2 separate regions of the Hordeum vulgare genome follow, and region 2 is linked to region 1. A link is a contact called in public Hi-C data. All regions are on one chromosome and are shown on one strand. The core of a region is the stretch at or near the end of the contact, and the rest is flanking DNA. Distances in the headings are between cores, read along the strand shown. Region 1 holds the start of LOC123395132 (kinesin-like protein KIN-12F). Region 2 holds the start of LOC123395406 (adenine phosphoribosyltransferase 1).

Region 1 (6,159 bases), core at 3,556-6,055:
CTCCTACGCTCCCTCTCCTTCCTCTGTCCGTTTGTCTCTCTCTCACCTTGGTTCTCTCTTTTCGTTTGACAGGGAACGACCAGGGCCATGGACAGGAGCATGTCGCTGCCTTGGAGCTCCATCGCCGGCCAGATGTGGTGCCCCTGAGAGCCGGATCCTCCCTTCCCCACCATCACCGACCAGCAGGTCCCCTGCAGCCCCCCCTTCGCCGGAGCTGCGCAGGACCCAGTCGCCTCTCTCTCCCCTGATGTGTTCCCCCGCTGCTCACCCTCTCTGAACACCTCTCTTCCTCGTTTCTTGTCTACAGGTGACATCCGTGACTGTTCCCGAGCTCCGTGATGCCTCTCCTATGCCCAAGTTCGCTCCAGCCACCTGGAGATGCGCCGACTCGCGACCTCACCTGCCCAGGCCATGGCTTCCCCGTACCTTGCTGTGAGCAATCCTTCCCGTACTGAACTTCGTGGTGCTTTCAGATCTGTTCTGGCATATAAGGATATTTGGAAGCGCACGTATTCTATAGCACGATCACCTGACTAGTCGAGTTGGCTATCTCAGTAGTTCTGCACCTGCGAGATCCTGGGTTCGAGTCCCAGGCGACCCAATTTTTGCGTGTGGTATTCTAAATTTATTCATACGCACTACACCTTGCCCGCAGCCACACTTAGGCCATGATACAGGGTCTAGTCTAGTGGACAACGCCACTCTATGCAACCCAGGCGACCAGGGGATTGAATCCGTGGGAGCCCTTTTATTTTTTTACGTTGTTTCCATCTTTTTGAGGGAGTATAGTTCACCCAATGCACATCATAGTAACTCTGCACTCTTTGGACTGTGCCCTGTTTCGGCCCGTGTAGGTATTTTTTACACTTCCGATTTATTTTCCTCGTCACAAAAGCATTGATTTTAAAACTGCTATAGATTTGAAACTGTGCGGCGGATCGGAGCAAGCTGTATATGTAAAAGATGTAGAATTTTGCGTAGGGTAATATTTTCCAACTCTCATGCATATTTAAAACTGATAGGTGTGTTGTTTGCTTCGATTTGCGTGTCGACGTGTTGAAAACGGTTTAGGTCGTAACTATTTGTCCGTAGCTCCGCTGGAGTTGTGCCATATATGTAAATGGACCAGAACGACGAGTAGAATCACGTGACCCACTTTGTTTTTGCCGTTTAACAAACATAAAATGTGATTAGGACAAATCTGGACATAAGTAGAATTTAACGCGTGGGGTCATTTCGGAGATGTTATATGACGTTTCCGACCTCATTTAAAATGCCTAGCTAGGTAGATTAATTGTGCTTCACCCTCGTCCCATGTTCAACAACATTTAATATAGTCGTGTACCTGAACGAGAGTGAACTAAATAATTCAACGTGGAGTTTCGTCGATATGCAACTCGTTGCATATCGAGCTTCACTTAATGTGTAGTGTTTGATTGTTGTGATTGTCATGCCTCGCATTAGACCGTTCATGCATCATATGTGTCTTGCATCGTGTGGTGAATATCGTGTGTTGATTCTTGTTTTCGTTTTCCTCCGTCTCGATAGAATTCCGTAAGCGTGTCGGATTGTGAGGACGCGTTCGACTATATCGGTTCGTCTGCTTCACGGAGTCACGGAGTCATTCTTCTTCCAAGCGGGATCTCAGGCAAGATGACCATTTACCCATATACCATTACTATCATTGCCATGCTAGTTATTTCGATGCTGTCGTTATGTCTCGTTGCCTACCACATGTTAAATATCAGTCTCTCAACAATGCCATGATCACCTTCAACCTGTTCAACCTAGCAAACCACTGATTGGCTATGTTACTGCTTGCTTAACCCTGTGTTAGCGTTGCTAGTTGCAGGTGCAGTTGCTTCCATGTGATAACATGGGTTCCTTGTGTTTATCACCCTATTAAATGCTATTTAATTTAATGCACCTATATACTTGGTAAAAGGTGGAAGGCTCGGCCTTTCTAGCCTGGTGTTTTGTTCCACCTTTGCCCCCTTAGTTTCCGACTACCGGTGTTATGTTCCATAAATGAGCGCTCCTAACACGATCGGGGTTGTTATGGGGACCCCCTTGATAATTCGTTTTAGATTAAGACTGGTCTGGCAAGGCCCAACTTTGGTACTACATTTGCCTAATAACCTAATAATAATGCATAGGGACCCGCCGGCACCCGCGGACTATTTTAATCAACCCCCGGGCCAGTGCTCCTCATGAGAGTTGGTCCCACCTGAGCGATGTCCGGCGCCCCTCTGGTCACCCGGAGGTTTAGCGATCCCGACGTCTAGCTCATCCGTCGTGTCATGAGAACGAGGTACGCGACTCCTATCGGGATCGTCGACACGTCGGGCGGCCTTGCTGGATTAGTTTTACCTTTGACGAGATATCTTGTGCATCGGGATTCCGGTGATGCTTTGGGTAATCTCAGAGTTGAGGTTTTCCACTAGGGAATCCGACGAGGTCGCGAGCTTCGTGATTGAGGATTTCTATGCGGCTTTTGGTAATTTGTTATGGACTAGTTAGAGCACCCGTGCAGGGTTAAATCTTTTCGGAAAGCCGTGCCCGCGGTTATGTGGCAACGTGGAAGCTTTGTTTAACACTGGTTCTAGATAACTTGAACTTAACTTAATTAAAATATGGCAACTGTGTGCGTAACCGTGACTGTCTCTTTCGTGAGTTCCTTCTCCGATCGAGGACACGGTGGGGTTATGTCTGACGTAGGCAGGTGTTCAGGATCATTAATTTGATCATCCGTAGTTCCCGTCCGCTATGCGTAGATCTTTCCCCCTCTTATTTCTTGTACTCGTAAGTTTAGCCACCAAATATGTGCTTAGCCGCTGCTGCAACCTCACCACTTAACCATACCTCATCCATTAAGCTTTGCTAGTCTTGATACCTTTGGAAATGAGATTGCTGAGTCCCCTGTGGCTCACAGATTACTACAACACAAGTTGCAGGTACAGGTAAAGGTTACTTGACGCGAGCGCGTTGATTGTTCATTTGGAGTTGCTTCTTCTTCTTCTTCTTATTCTTCTTCGATCTAGGATGGGTTCCAGGCCGGCAGCCTGGGATAGCAAGGAGGGACGTCGTTCTTCTTTTGTCGTTTGTTTTCGTCCGTAGACGGACCGTGCTCTTAATCTTGATGATTATGTAATGTACTGATGTGACTCTGATGTAGCTTGTGGCGAGTGTAAGCCAACTATATATATACCTCTTCTTTTCAGTACATGTACTTGTAACGATATCCATTTTTGCGACACGACGAGATGCGCTTCTAACCCTGACGAGGCCTTCGTGCCAAATTAAGGATATGGTCGCATCTTGGGCATGACAATATCCATATGAAGCGCGTGCTTCATATGGATAATGTTGAATCTGTCATAGTTGCTCTAAGCCTACCACATGTCGATAGCTTGTGACAAACAATGTCTATGAAGAAATATAAATTAAAATAAATTCAAAAGTGATCATGTTTTGTTATGAGACATATGACGAAACCCACTAGACGACAAATTACACACGTGTACTACTCCTGATTTTGTTTCACACTCAATTGAAATCCATCACCCCCTGGATGATTAGGGATGTAAATGGTAAATAAGTGGCACCCACAAGTTCCATTTATTTAGCTTTTTCTAGCTTCATAGTTCAGTTTTCTCGAAAAAAAACAAAATTTTGGACTACTACATAATAAGCGGGTTTAAATGAAACTAAATGTGACCCAGTTTCCATCCCTATGAATGATATAACCAAAGGCAAAGTGAACTACTTTGATGTACGTTATTCTCATGCCATTGAGGATGCCGAGGTTTGTTTATTTTCATGCTATCTACGTAGACGACTTAATATTTCTTAATGCGTGCCGTCAATGTTCCTCATCGGATCATTATAATTATTTTTCCACGGGTATTACATGGACGGACGAACATGTTTGCGCGCATGGTACATATACCACATACCAAGTTCCACTTCAACATTTTGACCAATTTACCTGTTGATGATTGATTCGGATCCACCTTCACGTATGATGGCCTAATTAAGGCCCCCTGGCACACCATCACCAGTACCCTAGGACCACCGCACGTCTCGTGTTATTATTTTAAAAGAGGAAAAAAAACAGGATCACGCGAGCGAGACAAGAAGCACGGCGAGCCATTTCGAGCTCTCGGTTCAAACGCGGGGGTCGCCCACCGAAAAACGGTCTCCAAATTTCGAACCCTTCCAAGCGGGGGCAGCCTCGCCCGCGATCCCATCGCAGCCGTCCATCTCGACCCCCGATCCGCATCCCGTTACTACCCTACCCATACCCCACCCACACCCCCTCGCGCAAACCCAAATCCTTCCTCCCCCCCCCCCGCCCTTCCTTCCCCCTCTAGCCTGCGTGTGCGAGAAGAGAGAGGGGGTCTAGAACCTTCTAGAACGGCGAACACTAGGCCCAGCTCGCCGCGCAGCCCTAGGTAGGTAGGTCCGGTCGGCGACACGATCCGCGACCTGCGCCGGGGCGACGTCGCTTGTTTCGAGTTTTTTTCCTTCTGCAATCTCCCCAGGTTTCGAAATCTCCCGCCCGCGGCGGGCGGCCCTGGATCTCCCCCGCGGAAGAGGGTTCTAGGGGCTGCGGCGGCGGCGTCGCCTCACACCATTCGCCGCCTCGCGGCGCTCCTCGCCACCGCCGCCGCCACGTCCGCGTCCGCCGCCTCCGGGCTCAGGTGCGTCCAGCTTCTCCGGGAAAGGCTTCGGCCCCAGCTCGTTCGGGCTTTCTTTTCTTTCTGCTACGGGGGTTTGAGCCAGGCCCGTGGCGTTTGCGCAGAATGATGCGGGATCTCGACGCCGCCCGCCGCACCCCGGCCAGGGCCTCCGCCTCGGAGGCCGGCAACGACGAGAACGCGCCGGGCGACGGCTCGGACGCCGCGGCCGCAGCGCTCCTCGGTGCCGCGGAGTCCCGCCCCCCTCTCCTCGTCATCCAGCCGCAGGTGTCGGGGCTGAAGCGGAAGCCGGAGTCGCCGGCGCCCACGCCCTCCAAGCTCCCGTTCCGGACCCCCGAGAAGGCCGCCGCGCGGAGCCGGTTCGGCTGGGCCCCGCCCCGCGCCGAGGAGCTGCCGCCGCGGATGGGCGCGACCACCATGACCACCCCCCGTGCGCATCGCGGTAAGGCCGTGCCGGCGGCTTCCTCCGAGGGCGGGTCCACGCACAGCACGCCCACGAAGAGCGTGTCGAAGCCGGCTTACAGTGTGGGGCCGAGGCCGGTGACGAGCGGTGGCGCCCGGGGCCCAGGATCGGGCTTGGGGTGCTCAATGGCCGTCAGGGGTGCGCCCGCGTCGTTTGGGCCGGCGACGGTGGTGAGTTCTGTGGAGGTGCCCCAGTTCGAACTGCGGGAAGATCCCTCCTTCTGGATGGACAACAACGTGCAGGTATGCACTCTGATTTTTGTTGTTCCCTAGTGACACCATTTATTCGTTGCTTGGTAATATGTATACATTGTGTCTACTCATCATTTAGCTCAAGTAGTACATTTGTGGCTAGTGATTGATAACTACAGAATTTCATTTGGTAGTCTGAGTCCCAACGTATGAACGGGGAAAAAGGAACTACCTTTTTGCTAGTTTTCTTCCGACTTAGGTATAGTAGAACTTGAATTTTTCCTCAGTTAACAGTTATGTACTAGATGACCGCAAGAGAAGTTTGTTGAGTTGTTTCTCTTTTGTTTCTTCCCTTTTGCGCTTTCTTGGACGATTATCCGTTCACATTTAAAACAAGGCATGGATGCATGTGAGCTTTAAATTGTGAATCAGTACATGTGTTGGAGAGTCAGCCTCACCATCCACATGATTCCAAATACAGAAAAACGTCACCCTACACCTTATTTACATTCATTCTTTATTCTCCAGGTTGTTATCCGTGTCCGCCCTCTAAATAACTCGGAGAAAACTCTGCATGGTTATAATCGGTGTTTGAAACAAGAAAGTGCCCAGACTATCACATGGATTGGTCAGCCAGAAACCCGTTTCACCTTTGACCATGTTGCTTGTGAAGGAGTGAACCAGGTCAGCTTGAGAACGATTTGATTTCATTCTTTGATTCTATTTCTCAGATTGTGGTTAACGGATGAATTTGAAATTGGCAGGAAGTACTTTTCCGTGTTGCTGGCTTGCCAATGGTTGAGAA
Region 2 (6,900 bases), core at 1,312-3,811, 210 kb after region 1:
CGCGGGGGCGGGGCCGCGTCGTCGTCCGCGGCGGCGTCTGCGTGCGTCTACTACGCCATCAGTGGGGTGCTCGTCGCGCTCTGCGTCGCCGGGGCCTACTTCCCCACGTCCACCTCATCCGCGTCCATCGTCGGCTCGGACGACGGGGACAAGGCCGCCGCCGTCACGGTGTACCATCACACCACGCGCTCGTCTTTCGCGTACGAGGTCACCAGGGACAAGGAGGCGCCGTCGCCGCCACGCGAGCCCGAGGTTGAGGACGGGACGATGGGCAAGGAGGACTCTGGCTCGGAGGAGGATGGTGGAGGCGCCGAGCAGGAGCGAGGCAGCGCCGTCACCGCGGTGGTCGTGGACGACCCGCATGCCAAGTCCGATCTGGACGAGCGTGTCTCCGGCGGCGAGGACTCCAAGAACGACGCAGTGGCGCTGGACGAGGAGCAGAGCAAAGACCCTGCCCGCGTCGCCGCGAGCGAGGACACAGCCGAGGAGGAGGAGGATGCCATCCTGCCATCGCGTGATCGGGGGAGCAGCGCCGCCGCCTTGCCGAGCTCCGCCTCCGCGCGCGTGGTCGCCGCACCGCCGGGCGGGCAGGCCGCCGCGCGGTGAGTAGCAACTCCTGCTCGAGCTGCCCGTTCTGCTAACTTTATTTTGGGCCCACATGTCACAACGGTCAACATAACGGTCAATGTAAGCAGGGCTTGACTAGTATGCCACATCAACACTTTCACACCAGCCATCCTTGTCATAAACTGATTTAAACAAACCAAATCGCCAACTTTTCTGACATGGTAGTTTTTTTACCACTGATTAGTCTGATTTTGGTAGTTTTTGGGACAAAATCGTATTGTGGTAGCTCCTGGACACGGTTGCGCGAAATGTGCTAGTTTTTGGTAATTTACTCGTTGCCAACATCAGAGAGCAAAATATAAGCGGAAGTGACACTAGTAGTGAACTACAGTAGTACCACTAGAGCAGTACCACCGCTGGCGAGCGCGTACTACCTCTTATCAAACTTTGGGTAGATTAAAGCAAGCAAGGAAGAAGCTCCAGATGTTGGGAAGAAAGGCATGGTGCAAAGTGACTGCATACGTGATGAACTGATGATTTCATCCAAACCTTTCCAAAGCGGACCCCCTCTTGATAGTACGGATTTCTTACGACTCAAGTTCACCAAATCTAAATCGACAAAAAATATTGGTCTTCTCTTTAAACATCGAGGAGAAATAAACCGTCTTGTGCCACCTAATAATCTCAAAATCTGAATGCACATGGTTAGTCCGCAAAGGGCATTGTCATCAATCACTAAAACCACATAGAAAACATTATGTTCTAACACTAGTGGATTTGAAGAAAGACTACCCCAAAACCTCATCTCCTTCATGGATTTGAGAAGATCTACCTTTGTTTCTTAGGCCCTGTTTGGAACCACTCAGATTAAATAATCCAGTTTTTATAACCTGTTCTGTATCCAAACAGGACATATTATGGTGTAGATTATAAACAACTAGATGGAGAGATTATTAAAAACTCACAATCTACTCTACCCTAGCTAAAATCAGATTATAGATTGCTAATGACCCATTACCCTTTGTAAAGTTAAAGATAATTACATTCCTGCCACTGTCACCCTCCTCTTTAAAAAAAACAGAGGGCACACATGTCATTATGCAATGTAAAACCTGGATTACGGACATGGATTTTTGGCTTTGGGGAGCATATACTCTCTAATGAACAGTAAAATCAAAATAAATAGTAAATACGTTTCAAAAATTCTGAATTTTTTGTAGATGTTCATATTAGTGTGGCAAGTGTGCTTGCCAATTGTCATGCCATATGGGATAACGGTGCTTCGTTGGTGAAAAGAACAAAATCAAGTGTAACATTTGACGTTCAATTTGTTCATTTTGCACATGCCAAAATACTTAAGTTTTTGACCTGTAAATTTGCATGTGTCATTTGAGTGTGACGACGAACACATCTATTTTTTTTGACATCTGTAAAATACATTTTTAACATGCAGGAGCATATGCTCCCTAGAGCCAAATTGAATATCCGCTGGATTACAGTTTATATAATTTAACCTTCAAACATACCCACTTAGATTATTTTTATTAATCAGATTATATAATTAATCTTTATAATTTAAATTATCATAATCTATTATAGTTTCAAACAGAATCGTAAGCATCAGTTGTGCATTTATTTACCATTGCAAAAATCCAGAAATATCTCCTTTACCCAAGACGGCAAGAGAAAGGCCGTCGCACTCGCACCGGTCGTCTGGGAAGCGGCGGGCCCACGCGTCAGCAGCCCAACAAACCCTCCACGCTGAGGGCCCACATATCGAAGCCGTTCCCGGTTGGTGGAGGCCGCATGAACCTCGCGCCCCACTCGGGCCCGCCACCCCGCGAATCTCAAAATAAACCCAGAACAACGCCGACGCAATCGCAACGAGAATGCCAACCACAATGACGGGTGGGGCCTGTCATCAGCATTGACCCACGTGTCAGCTCCGGTTGACCTCTCCCCCGGTCTGTCGCCGTTATAACTGACGGCGCCCGCGGCGAGGGCGCAGCTGGTTAAAGAGGCTTGCTCCCTTCTCGCTTACTCCCCATCCCGCACTGCCCCACCGCGCCGGCCCCGTCTCCGACTCCGACACCCCCCGGCGGCGCGCGCTCGCCGAGCTCGGTCGCGCTGCGGTTCGGATCCCCCGGAGGCACAGGCGTGCGGCTTCGGCGCCGGCGAGGGTCGGCGGCGGTCGCGATGGCATCCGACGGGCGCGTGGAGCGGATCGCGTCCAGCATCCGCGCCATCCCCAACTTCCCCAAGCCAGGTGAGCGCACGTTGTCGATGCCTTTTCCCGCTCCCCTCTCTAGAACCCCTAGCTGTTCACTTGCTCGCTCGGGTGGGTGGGTCGATCTGGTCGATGCCCATTGGCGGCGGCGGCGGCGGCGGGCTGTCACGGTGTCACCTAGTGTGTCGAGGAAGTTGCCTAAGTATGCTAGTTCCTGTGGTTTATGCGGTTTTGTCCTGTGGTTATCCCACCTAGGTTTGACGGAGTAACAGCGGGTGGATGCCAGTTTAGTGTATTTTCCCCCAGATGCAGAGATGCAAACCACGCTAAATTTTTAGTATGACCAGTAGCCAGGTGGGCTAATTGGCCCATCAGGTGTTGGCTAAATAACTGAGCCAGCGTTGGAGAAAATAAAATCGTACCAAAATCATGGCACCGAATGAAACGGCAGCTGCATTTTAGTCAAGGGAACGTGTAAGTTTGGTGAGGTAAACTTCAGCTCTCAAGATGTATAGACCAGAACTAACTTAAGTGTGTAAATTGGTGTTGTGCATATGGCTGCTGCGGTAAACGAAGTAAGAATTTTCTGTGAGTTTTTATGGTAAACCAATAGTCCTTACACGCAGGATGTGTCAATTGCCATTCCCATTTGCCAACAGCAGTAACAGCTTGTGTAGGAAGCTAAGCAAAGTACTCCCTCCGATCCATATTACTTGTATAATACTTATTTGTCTAGATACGAGTAGCAAACTACTTCAGATTTATTAATAGTAAATTTATACAATTGCTTATCATTTATAGGCTAGTGAACAGAGACTTGGATTGTGCCGCAGGGAATTAATTCTGCCGGTAGGAATTAGCCTATGTTCACACCCTGATTTTCCTGTAATGATGGTCACACCCACATGTGAACTATTGGTTTGTGTGGCGTTGTGTTGTTGGTAAATGGCAAGTGTACCTTTAGAGCAGGAATGCAGGACCATGCGTGCTCTAGATTGTTACATGTAAGGAATTGCTTTATTTAATCATGTATCCTGTTTCTTCGTGCAGGGATTTTGTTTCAGGACATCACAACCTTGCTTCTCGATCCACAGGCATTCCGTGACACCACAGACCTCTTTGTGGAGCGGTACAAGGACAAAAGCATAACTGTAGTTGCTGGTAATGTGATATTAAGCAGAGTGCCTTTTTGTATTAAATGTTCTTATTATTTATAAAAAAGCCAAAACTTTAAATAAGATTTTGGTTCTTATTTTCTCTGGTGTTAATTTATCATATTTGTTGCTATTATTATCAGGTGTTGAAGCCAGAGGATTCATTTTTGGCCCCCCTATTGCATTAGCCATAGGTGCGAAGTTTGTTCCAATAAGGAAGCCGAAAAAACTACCTGGTATGTTCTTTCAGTGCTTAATATGCGGCAGCTGCTTTTATTGAATAGGTATACTTCAGGTCTCGAACTGGATACATTAGCTAATAATGTTGCATATTTATACTAGGTGAGGTGATATCGGAAGAATATTCTCTGGAATATGGCACTGACAAAATCGAAATGCACGTAGGAGCTGTGCAGCCCAATGACCGGGTCCTTATTGTGGATGATCTAATTGCCACAGGGGGAACCCTTTGTGCCGCTGCCAAACTTATTGGTGAGCTTCTATATTCAGTTCATAACGTGCTTTGTTCCTGTGTAGAAATATCTTAAATGCGTAAATGGAAAACCTTGTTAATCAAGGTTCATTTGAGATTTGACTTACAAGTTGCAAAATATATGACCTCCACCCCAACCACATGGAACTTTTTGCCAACCATATTCCTGGTTCCTCATCCTCAAGTAGTCTCCCACCTCTCTTGAAGTACCTAGTGATAATCCTTGAGAGGAAGACCACAGATATGTTTGAGATTTGAAATCTACAGAGAAAAGCATCGAGTTCATCTCCAAAGATTCATCAAACATATTTCTCTTGGAGATGAGAGGGAGGGAGGGAGGGAGGGAGGGCTTTGTTTTCGGACAACTCAACAAGTAAGTTCCCCCCATGGATCCAAACTTCGGCGACAAATTGTTGTCTCGTTGGTTTACGAGAGAGAGACATTTGTTTTCGGACAACTCAACATGTAAGAACCCCCATGGATCCAAACTTCGGCGACAAATTGTTGTCTCGTTGGTTTACGAGAGAGAGAGAGAGAGAGAGAGAGAGAGAGAGAGAGAGGGAGAGGGAGAGGGAGAGGGAGAGGGAGAGGGAGAGGGAGAGGGAGAGGAGAGGGAGAGGGAGAGGGAGAGGGAGAGGAGAGAGGGAGAGGGAGAGGGAGAGGGAGAGGGAGAGGGAGAGGGAGAGGGAGAGGGAGAGGGAGAGGGAGAGGGAGAGGGAGAGAGGGGGGGAGAGGGAGAGGGAGCGAGAGAGGGGGCGGGAGAGGGCGAGGGCGAGGGAGAGGGAGGGAGCGAGAGAGAGGGAGCGAGAGAGAGAGGGCGAGGGAGAGGGCGAGGGAGGGCGAGGGAGGGAGGGAGAGGGAGAGGGAGAGGGAGAGGGCGAGGGCGAGGGAGAGAGAGCGAGAGAGGGAGCGCGAGGGAGAGAGAGAGCGCGAGAGAGAGGGCGAGGGGGAGGGGGAGGGGGAGGGGGAGAGAGAGAGGGAGAGAGGGAGAGAGAGAGACCTTTGTTTTCGGTCAACTAAACACGTAAGATCCCCCATGGATCCAAACTTTGGCCAACGTGGCAGCTACCACGCACAATTGAGTAAATGGAAAACCTTGTTAATCAAGGTTCATTTGAGATTTGACTTACAACTTGCAAGATATATGACCTCCACCCCAAACTTGAGATAGCTGCCAACCACGTGGAACTTTTTACCAACCATATTCCTGGTTCCTCATCCTCAAGTGGTCTCCCACCTCTCTTGAAGTACCTAGAGGAAGACCAAAGATATGTTTGAGATTTGAAATCTACAGAGAAAAGCATCGAGTTCATCTCCAAAGATTTATCAAACATATTTCTCTTGGAGATGAGAGAGAGACCTTTGTTTTCAGACAACTCAACACGTAAGATCCCCCATGGATCCAAACTTCAGCGACAAATTGTTGTCTCGTTGGTTTACTCTTTTCGCCTACTTTACTAGCTAGTTGCTTTGGTTGCTTGTGCTTGTAGTTGCTTAGCTCATATATTTTATTCCACCTAGCTTTGCGTTAGAGAACCTTTTGATTCTGCAATTATTTGAAAAGTTTAACTTTTGAAGAAAATATCCAATTTGGAATAAAATTTGGTAGTTGCCTATTCACCCCTCCTCTCTTGTTGACATCTTTGAACTTTGATCCGAAGTAAAGAGAAAACAAAATCATTCACAACTTAAATGTCCACATCTGTGCATATGTACCAAAAGTATTTAAATAGCGCCTTCTAAAAAACTAGCCGTTGGTTTTTTTTTTTTTTTGCAAAAAACTTGACATTCCAACTCGGATCCGGCGCTCTTGATTCAGTAACCAACAACCACTTTGGCCGACGTGGCAGCTACCACGCACAATTGAGCAACTGCTTCTCACCTGGACACTCTGGATGCCCAATAGGTAGCCACAAAGGCTTCTCGAGGTAGTGCAGGTATGCCTAGGGTCAGATGCATTTGTCTGGCTCCAACCCAAATACTCTTGCTCGCATAGATTTGGTTTGCATATAGGCAATAATTTTGTCTTTGGGTGACAAGGTTCAAGTAATGTGCATTGAGCTATTTCATGAGCGTTCCATGGAACCCCCCTTAACAGTACGACTTACATATATACGCCCAATGTAAGCTTGATCACTTAAGCCTAGGAAAAACTTTTGTTCTTTTGGTTTTGCTGTCTTTTAACTTTTTAGTTTGGGGATTCGTAATATCGCTAAACTTCACTTTCGTGGTACTAAATCTGAGCTTTCACTGATGAAAATTATTAGCCCCTTGATGGCTTGTCATTTATTACCAAACCCCACTGGGGTGGAATGCACTTTCAAATGGTAACATACCTGCCAAGTTCTGCACGTTATGCAGTCCAATTATGCTTATATTAGTGCATCTCCAATAACAGCCCTATTTTTGGGCACGAAAACAGGGTGTTGTAATAAAATTTTGGCGCAAAATTTCGTCAC

Evidence for each region. Hi-C and Micro-C count contacts between places; a contact is called where the count stands out from the background.
Region 2: a contact with region 1 is called in a Hi-C map of seedling, with 4 times the contacts expected there. The contact joins the promoter of LOC123395406 here to the promoter of LOC123395132 in region 1. A contact is called at or near these places in 3 of 6 Hi-C or Micro-C datasets (leaf and seedling).

The regions. Positions count from the first base shown.
Region 1 is chr5H:65,336,993-65,343,151 of MorexV3_pseudomolecules_assembly, forward strand. LOC123395132 (kinesin-like protein KIN-12F) reads left to right here and starts at 4,806. Exons shown (of 37, transcript XM_045090067.1): 1 at 4,806-5,405; 2 at 5,883-6,038; 3 at 6,119-6,159. The coding sequence starts at 4,806.
Region 2 is chr5H:65,551,876-65,558,775 of MorexV3_pseudomolecules_assembly, forward strand. It overlaps LOC123395406 (adenine phosphoribosyltransferase 1), which reads left to right and starts at 2,562. Exons shown (of 6, transcript XM_045090393.1): 1 at 2,562-2,833; 2 at 3,845-3,955; 3 at 4,092-4,184; 4 at 4,291-4,440. The coding sequence starts at 2,764.